Regions from separate parts of the Hordeum vulgare genome. Here region 1 is linked to region 2. A link is a contact called in public Hi-C data. All regions are on one chromosome and are shown on one strand. Each heading gives the region's core, a stretch centred on a gene start, on an enhancer-like site or on the middle of the called end of the contact. The rest is flanking DNA. Distances are from core to core; before and after follow the strand shown.

Region 1 (4,600 bases), core at 2,014-4,513, 660 kb before region 2:
TATCATGTTTCATGGACAAGAAAATATGATTTTTAAAGTTAGCGTGACTCCTAAGGTCTTTCATGTTGTTCGAGGTCATATATCTCTTCACAGCCTATGCATCACCATATATCAAAGTAACACACCACTCTGCCGGCTCTAGTCCTTCTACCTTTACATCAATGTGAAAACATGAGTAGGTCAATATTTCTAGCTTTATTTCATTATTCTAGAATAAGCAAAGACTACCGCCCATACTGGAGCTACCAACAACAAAAGAACAATCATATGCTAACGATGATGCCAAAGATTCCACTCTAATTTTACTAATTTAAGTTTCTATGATACCCAACGCCGTCGAGGGAAACTTTCGCGTGAACTCGCGAAGCTATCTAATTGTTGCAGCATTGCCCGTTGCGCAACACTTCCAGCTTATAAGGCTCATTGGTCCCGACGACCCTCCTCTATAGATGTCGTCGATGCATTCTCATGAGATGTTTATTTTGATGGAGACAAGCACTGATTGCCTTCTTGCGCTCGCATGGGGTCAGATACCCCGACGGAGGCGGCGAAATTGGAGCTGCCAAAGTGTTTGTGGTGTTGTCTTTCTCCTATCCCAAATGTTGCTCCTTGCTAGTACTGATGTTTAAAACAACATGATTTCCACTCGATGCATCTAGGTCGAGCTTCCTCGTTGCCGATGTATTTTCATCATTCTTTTCTACTACCGGACTAGTAGGTTTGTAGGGATTTCGACCATGTCATTCAGGTCATCATCCTCAAACCCTGCATCATTAGATGTTCTCTTCCTGGGCACCACTATAACACCATCGACCCCCTTGATCATCGCCCCAGTCATGGGGAGTTATGCATGCCTCCCACCAGGGTCAAAACCCCTATTTGAAGTCAAAGATCTTCTCTTTGCCAACATCCATTTGCCACACTCCATCCTCTCCTGTGGGTGAATACCATCTCCACATTCTTCCATGCCATGGCTCGAAGTGCCACAAAACTCACAAAAGAAGTCTTATCTTTCTTATACTTGATTGGGAATATGATACTCTCTTTTCTAGCAAGGTTGAGTGGTCTAAAGTGGATCACTTGTTTGGCAACGTCAATGCATACCCTAACCGAGATATAGTTATCCTCAAAGTATTTGTTAGGGTTCATATCCACACTCTGAACGATTCCAATCCTCCATGCTAATTGATCCACCAGACTCGTCCTCGTGTAAAGATCTGGAACATCATGAAATTTTTCTCACACATCAGTCCTTCCTAACACCATCAACACCAAAGCCGCACAACCGCCATACCCATGATACCTGAGCATCCTACCACTGAAGCACCCAAGTAGGTACCGGTAAAATCATGACACATTGCGCTATAGGCTCCATCATCAGACGCAAGAGAGACCGCACCGTCCACTCTAATCTTGGCTATGCCTTGCTCCGGTGGGATCCACCTCAGATGAGGTTGTCTTCCTACAATCAACCTTGTCGCAGTAGCCTTCTTTGGTTTGCAATCATTCAACTCTTTGATGTATCTCATTATGAAGCCATGAGTCGCATGTGGGCTTTGGAATATCTGTTCATGTAGTGCTTGCCCCACGAGGATACTAGATTGCCCAAAGGGTGACAAGTACCTCGACAAAATCATCATGTGATAGCGCATCCATCATTGAGAATATCCAACGCTTGCATCCGGCTCTCTAACATTATTAAGAACTTCCACCGGGTCCTACAATGCCCACACACAACACGCGACATTGAAGTGTAACAAAGAATGTTGCCTAGAGTCTTCTACACCGCAAAGACCACAACTAGTGATCATGGACATATTTTTGTGATGTGAAACAGAAAAGAGATAAAAAAAAATGAGCCTCTGGCTTGCCACGCGCGTGGGCTGGTCCATCTCGGTCGCCCCTTCAGCGAGTCCGAAAGTGGACTTGCTGAAGGCGAGGGGAGCTCCTATACAGCGCTGCACGCGTCCGTTAACAATCCAGCGCGTGCAATGTCGCTCGCATGGACCAGCCCACTAGCATGCTGTTCAGTTTTTCGATCTGTTTTTTTTCCGTTGATCCAGTAGGAAAAAATGCACAAATTTTCTATTTTTTACCAAAATAAAAATATGAAATCAAAAAAGGTTTACAGATTTAAAGAAAGGTCCATTCATTTCAAAAAACTTCATTTCTTTAAAAAAGGTTCATCAATTCTGAAAAAAATTAATCAGTTTTTTAAAAAAGTTCATCAAATTTGGGAAAAGTCATTAATTTTTTAGAAACTTCATCAAATTTGAAAAAAATCATAGAAATTCAAAAAATTTCATGTATTTTTAGAAAAAGTTCATTGAACTGAAAAAAAGTTCATAAATCTTTAAAAAGTCCATCAATTTTGATAAAAAATCATCCATTTTCAAAAAGATGTTCATCAAATTTCAAAAAAGTTCATTGATATTCATAAAAGTTCATAGAATTTTAATATTTTAGAAAAGGTTCATCGATTTTCAGAGAAAAGTTCATCAATCTTAAAAATATCCGTTGATCTTTTTAATGACATTAAAAAAAGTTCACAGAATTAGAAAATAAACCGTCAACCGATGACTAAATGGGTCGACCCTTTTACAAACGTCACAGGCGTCAGTTAACAAAAATGCATCTTAACTAACGGATGTGGCGTCAAATAGAAAATGCCGAAGGCGAGACATAGAGACGCACGCCCACACACGGGAGAGAGACAGGATCCTCGCTATAGCAGGTTGCTAGCTAATTGAAAGCTCCTATTTGCCGCTTTTGCAGCAAACAGATGCGCCATTGCACATGGTGCGTTCAACTAGGCCGGCCCATTATGATACACCGCGAGCCCATGTGAAAAATCACAAAAAAATAAACCGTCAACCGATGCTTAAATGGGTCAGCCCATTTACAAATGTCACAGGCGTCGGTTAACAAAAATACACGTGAACTAACGCGTGTGGCGTCAAATAGGAAATGCCGAAGGCGAGACATAGAGACGCACGCCCGCGCACGGGAGAGAGAGGATCCTCGCTATAGCAGGTAGCTTGCTAATTGGCTGGCCCAACCCAGATTCAGCTTGATCGGGCCAGCATTTGTTTTTTGAGGGGATCGGGCCAGTAAACGCAGTGAGCATCAACTGAGCCCGCCCGAGTCGAGCTCAGTCCAAAACTCCCAACCCAAGGCCCCAGGCAAACCGAGCACACTCCGCGTGCCGAACCTCCTCACCGTCGGTACTCGGTACAGACTAGAGACGTCAGAGTTGACGTCTCTCGATGTCCCTCCGCGTCCAGCTTTCCCATAGGAGTAGGAGCCACCCGCACGGAACCAATCCCGATTCCCCATTGTCTCCGTTAGCCACCTCCGCTCCCGAATCCGGCGCATCGAAACCCTAGCTCTAGCCCTAGCCTCGCACCAGCCATGGCGCCCGCCGCCGGCGCGACCCGGGCCGTGGTCCTCCGCCTCGACGACCTGTCCCTTCCGTCGCGGTACCTCACCGTCGCGTCCCACCTCCCCGTCTCCGACCTCCTCAGCTTCCTCCCCCTCCCCACTTCCTCCTTCTACCTCACCACCGACGGCCGCCCGCTCGCGCCCTCCGCGCCCGTCGCCTCCCTCGCGGCGTCCGGCTCGCTCCAGCTCCGCCTCCGCGCGCTCCGCGGCGGGGGCGGCGATGGCGGGTCCACCTGCGCCGAGTCCCGCGACTGCTACCTCTCCATGTACCTCGCGAAGAAGCCCGACAAGGCCGACCCCAACGAGGCCCGCCTCTCCCGCTTCACCTGCTGCGCGCTCTCGGGGGAGCCCCTTGCCCCGCCCGCCGTCGTGGATCGGCTGGGCAACCTGTTCAACAAGGAGGCCCTCGTCGAGGCGCTCATCCACAAGCGCCTGCCCAAGGCGCTCTCGCACATCCGCGGGCTCAAGGACATGATCCCCATCCACCTGCACCCCAAGCCCAACGCGGCGGACCAGGAGGTCCGTTTCCAGTGCCCGGTCACCGGGTTTGAGTTCAACGGCAAGTCCCAGTTCCTTGCCCTCCGTGGATGCGGCCACGTGCTGAGCGTGAAGGCTCTCAAGGAGGTGAAGTCGTCCTCGTGTTTGGTCTGCCATAAGGAGTTCGTTGAGGTGGACAAGATGCCCATCAATGGGACCGAGGAGGAGGTGGAAGTGCTGAGGCAGAGGATGGAGGAGGAGAGAGGGAAGCTGAAGGAGAAGAAGGATAAGAAGCTGTCGAATGGGCTCAGTGGGAGTAAGCATGCTGCTGCTGCTTCTGCGGTTGCAGACGCTGAGAAGTTGGAGAATGGGAAGAAAGGGGAGGCTGCCCCAGCAAAGCGGTTTAAGGCTGCAGATCATGCACCGGCTCATGCAAACAAGAAAGTGTATGCATCAATTTTCACTTCCTCCAACAAGTCTGATTTCAGGGAAACATACTCATGCCGGTCACTCCCCCTGGGAAGGAATTAAATCGATGTTGGGGAGATTCCAATGGCATGGAGGTGAACCTCCTGTACTGATTCAGCGATTAGCTTCATACCATGGCTTGCCCATAAGTTCCAGTATTCTTGTTTTAGTTGTTGGTGTTATCTATGCTTGTTCACTCACAGAGAAGCTATAT
Region 2 (4,785 bases), core at 1,654-4,153:
TGTTGCTTGACAGAGGAGTATTTATTGGTATATTTTTGTACTAATTGGCCAATTTGCTTGTATAATTATTTTCATGTGAAGAACATAATCAGTCGTTGGTGCAGTTGGCTTGCGTGCTTAACTTCATGCTACCCAGAGAGAGAGGGTTTGGTCCCTAGCCGGATAACTGGAGCATTTTTTCTCCTTTCTCAATTCTTATACGAGTATATATTTTTCTCCTGGATTAAGAATTAAAATAGGAATTTGCGACCCTCAAAGTGAATGGCTTGTTTTAATATATCAATATTGCTTTGCTTCTGTTTTAATTAATGGAAAATGCATTCTTTATCTTCTTTTTGTTTCTTTTTTGCACAAACATGCTGGTGTACAAATATAGCATCTATGGTACTGATATTGGTTTTTCTTTCATTAGGCACGGGTATGCCAGGTGGCAATACATATCAGATGACAGAGATAACGGGCTATTTGAAACTGCTCGACGAGAGCTTAATCTTCCTTCTGCTAATGAATTGATTGGCTCTCAGTCAAACAATGAGGCAAATGTTAGTGCGCGCACACATCAATTTCCTAACTAAATTCAGAAGGCTGTGAGCCATTTGATTTATTTAATTGCATGCTTTTATCAGGGAAATCTGGAAAGCACACAGGAAGTGCAGGTGAACCCAACAAGCCTATCCCAATACAGGGACATCCAGAGAAAGATTGTTGAGTTTATCAGAAAGAGATACCATATTCTAGAAAAATGCTTGGACATTGAATATGCTGTGGTATGGTGCATGATCTCTGTCGCAAACATACACTGGGACTAATCTTTGTTGTGCAGCAATTATTGAACTCATATCTTTTGGTTTTGCAGATAAAAACGAAAACTCCTGTTCCTGATGATCTTACTGAACAAAATGTTCCTATGGGACATAGCCCAGCTGTTCCAGATATCAGTGAAGTGTTGAGAGAACTTCCCCCTCTTGTACCAATCTGTAAGTGATTTCTCTCTCTTAATTTTCTTAGATATGCAGCTCTCTTAATTTTCTTATCTATGCAGATACGCCTGTCTTTAGTTATCACATGTATTATAACGTTTGTGTTCTTGGACTAGCCTGGGATCTTAGCAGTATAGATAGTTCTCTTGGTGGACTTATAAATTGTATTTGACTGTTCGGTGCTCGTGCTAGTGTTTGTAATTTTTAGCCTTGCCACTGGATTTGTGGCAACTCAACTCTGTTTACCTCTTTTGGTTCAGGACGTTCCCCTGTCTATTGTTGCGTTACAGCTATATTGTGTGGTGGTACTTGAATAGATGCCATTTCATTTTACTGTATATTCCGTGAGTTAATGTCCATTGCTTATTCATTAAGTGTGTCCCTCTTTCCAGCTGCCAAAGAAGTGGCTTCTGATGGCTCAACTGACCAGGCACACCTTTCCCATCTTTACAACAAGGTTCCTAATGAACCAAGTGTTCATGAGCTAACGACCTCTGACATGCCTATTCCCCTTCCGAAGCCTATAGTTTCCTTGACTGACCATTGTCTTTATGCTTGCAGATGTGTGGTGTGCTTGAAGACAGCGGTGCACGTGCACTCAATTCGTTCTGCGGTGACAAGGCAGCTTCCGCGAGTCTAGCCAACAGCCTCCATCAGTTTGAGAAAGTATGTGAGGACGTTGATCGGGTCTTGAGAGTCCAAGAGAACGGCGCTGCTACCCCCAAAGAGGAAGTGGTAGATGCCATCGTCGAAGAAGCCAAGCCTCCACAAGACGCAGGCGCCGTGGCGGCAAATGGTGTCGGCCCTTCGACTGTAAAGCCGGAGGACAAAATGGAAATCGATGGTTAATGTGTAGGGATGAAAACTGAATCGAAACCCCCTTCAGTTTAGTTACTAAACTGGTTCTAGTTTACCTTGTTGTAACTCAAAGTTAGGCACTCAGTAGTCAGTACTGATGATTACCCTATACCAAATTTTCCTGCCCCGTACACTTCCGTTGTTTTCTTGCGAGGTTATCACTGTTTGTGGTGTATTCTGTTGCTTGTCAGGTTGTAGCTCGCATTCCTCCACTCACGCAATGCAAAGAGCACAACTCTACTCACGCTCTTGAGATTGCAGGACTGTGGCAAGGAAAAAAAAATCTTCTTGAGAACCCGCAGATACGCTGTTTAGCATCGAGTGCCTAGTTTGAGCGAATTAGCGTTTGTGGTTTCTGTAAAATCTGTCCTTTTAAAACCATGTGTTTTCAGATTCTTTAATTTCAAATAGTATCTTAAATTCGTGTAAATAATACTCCCTCCTTCCTAGATATTTCATTAGGGACTACATATGGATGTATATAGATATAATTTAAAGTGTTGATTTATTTATTTTACACTGCATGTAGTCTATCGTATTTTTTTTAAAAGGTCTTATATTTAAGAATGGAGGAAGTAAATTGTACAGTAGTAAAAAAAATACTATTACTTCCGTCTCAAAACAGTTTAGGTAGTACTCTTTACATTTACAGAGAGTACGCCTTAAGTCTCTGCTCATTGCTTTCTGCTCTACAGAAAATCTATTCCAGTTCTAAAAAAGAGCATCATAATAATGCCAATTTTATCTCGCAATAAAATAAAATAATAATGCCAATTTTATGTCGAAAAAAGTAAAATAATAATGTCAATTTTGCTGCAAGGAAAACCACACCGTGTTCAAACGGAATGGATTTCCCTTTGGCCAAAGCCGAGACGGTGAAGAGGTGGCGAGGAGACAGGAAACGGAGCTCATCAACCTCGATTAAGCCAGCAGGCATGTCTCGACAAGTCGACAGCTGTTCACTTGCGCACCCTCCTCACGCCTAGTCTGGTGGGACCACGACGTGAGCCCCGACAAAAGATATTCCATCATGGATCACCATCCGAGATGCAGAGAGAGAACCAACGATCTCATCTAGAGGAAAAAAAAGGAACATGAACTGATTATTTAATCATTTTCTCATTCGGAAAAAAAGGACGTGGGTGGGTGCTCGATCTTAACGGCAGTCTCCGCCCGGGCGCCCGCAGCTTGGACGAGCGAGACAAAGCGGCATTGACGAGGCCGCGACGCGCGACGGCGCCGGCGCCCGCCATGGAAGTGGAATCAGCCGCCGAGCTGCAGGGCCGGAGGCCGCCGTCGTGGCGCCGCACGGTGGCCGTCCAGGCCGCGCTCTGCCTCGCGCTCTACGCGGCCTTCAGCCTCGGCGAGCCGCAGCTCCGGCCGCGGGGCGTCGGCCGCGGGCGGCGCGGCCGCGGAGCCGTCTCCTTCCTCAGCGTCGCGGGCGGCGCGCGGTCGCCCGCTGACCAGGATCGGCTCCTGAGGCAGGTGCGTGCGTGCGCGCGCCTCTGTATGCAATCTCAGCGTTCGATTTCTCGTCTTCCGCACCCGCATCCTCTCCGCGTCGCCCTTCGATTTGCGATCGTTTCGGGTGCTCTGGTTCGCCTCTGCTGGGGGGATCGCTTCCTGGTGCCACGGATTCGTTTGGGCGCGCGCGCTTTGGCTAACCCCATCCTGCTCGTAACATTTCCGTACGTTTAGGGTGTGCTGCTGCTGCTGCTGCGTGGATACTGGCCAGGAACTGCAGTTACCGCGCCGAGTGTGCGTGCCACCGAAGAAATTGTAACCGTCCACGATGGTTGATTGCTTCGCCTCCGCGATGCTGTTATGAAAAGCGGTGGTATCTGCTAATTGCTGCCTCGCAATGCTGTTATAGAAAATTGCTAGTATTTGGTATTGGTAATGTAGCCGAAATGCCGAATACATTTTTCATCAGTCAATATGGCCAAGCATCTCTGTGAAGCTCACAGCATTCGGAGAAGTCTATTACTACTAGTCTTTGTTAGTTGCTAACTAAAATGGCTTCATTGAGAACAAAGGGCATTCTGAATGGATTTTGCTTACTGTATGTGTCACCGAAAGGGCCCATCCTTGTTGGGGGTGAGTGGTTGCATAATGTCACTGATTCTGCCCAATCAGTTGATGGCCTACACATTTGCAGATCTAAGACTGATATCCAGTGATAATCTATAGGGTGGGCATTGGACTTACCTGGGATGATGGAACATGCAACATGTTCGCCCTAGTGAGGTACATGTGCCCATCATGACCGATAACCTGAGTCATGACCATCTATTAGTTAATGATCCAGTGTAGTGTGTTCACATAACTAAGCGACATATTAGTCTGATCTCTACCGACCCTTTCCTGGCACATTTTATTTTCCAACCATCCTTTCTTGGCATATTGTGCTCTGGATCTCAAAGGAAGTGACTCAGTTCTGTTTTTATATGTTTCCTGTGGCCTAGGAATGTTTTATGTCATGTGACATTGGTTAACAATTTTGCTCTTTCCCTGTCTTTAAGAAGACACCATCAGATTCATATTCTAGCAATGTTTTGTGGGTTTTATTCTTAATACTGAATATATATGCATTTTTATGAAGATGGAAAGCACAGCAAAGATTTATGAAGTCAAGTTAGTGCTGGATGTTGCCCGATTTGGGGATGACCCACTCTGGCAAAATGTAAGTACTCTAATTCTTGCTAATAAAGTAATAATACCGAAATACTGTGTAAATGTGTGAAGCATACCGTTCTCCATTACTGATGTAGTAGGTATAGGAGAGATTTCAGTTGGCCCAACTAACTAAACCAAATTCTAACTTGTCCTCTATTTCTCTGTCTTCCAGGGTTCTCTGCACTTCCAAGCTCTGAATATCCCCTGGTATACTAGTTATTCCTATCTGAAAGCTCATATGGTGTGCTCTCTAATGTGTGTGCATTGTATG

What was found. Hi-C and Micro-C count contacts between places; a contact is called where the count stands out from the background.
Region 1: a contact with region 2 is called in a Hi-C map of leaf, with 4 times the contacts expected there. The contact joins the promoter of LOC123407660 here to the promoter of LOC123410562 in region 2. A contact is called at or near these places in 2 of 6 Hi-C or Micro-C datasets (leaf and seedling).

What each region holds. Positions count from the first base shown.
Region 1 is chr7H:58,689,355-58,693,954 of MorexV3_pseudomolecules_assembly, reverse strand. It overlaps LOC123407660 (replication termination factor 2), which reads left to right and starts at 3,263. Exons shown (of 1, transcript XM_045100845.1): 1 at 3,263-4,600. The coding sequence starts at 3,412. The coding sequence ends at 4,449.
Region 2 is chr7H:58,029,606-58,034,390 of MorexV3_pseudomolecules_assembly, reverse strand. It overlaps LOC123410562, which reads left to right and starts at 2,903. Exons shown (of 8, transcript XM_045103504.1): 1 at 2,903-3,323; 2 at 4,441-4,521; 3 at 4,687-4,721. The coding sequence starts at 3,090. LOC123410678 (CHD3-type chromatin-remodeling factor PICKLE) reads left to right here. Exons shown (of 32, transcript XM_045103617.1): 28 at 413-542; 29 at 627-767; 30 at 857-977; 31 at 1,373-1,437; 32 at 1,542-1,969. The coding sequence ends at 1,829.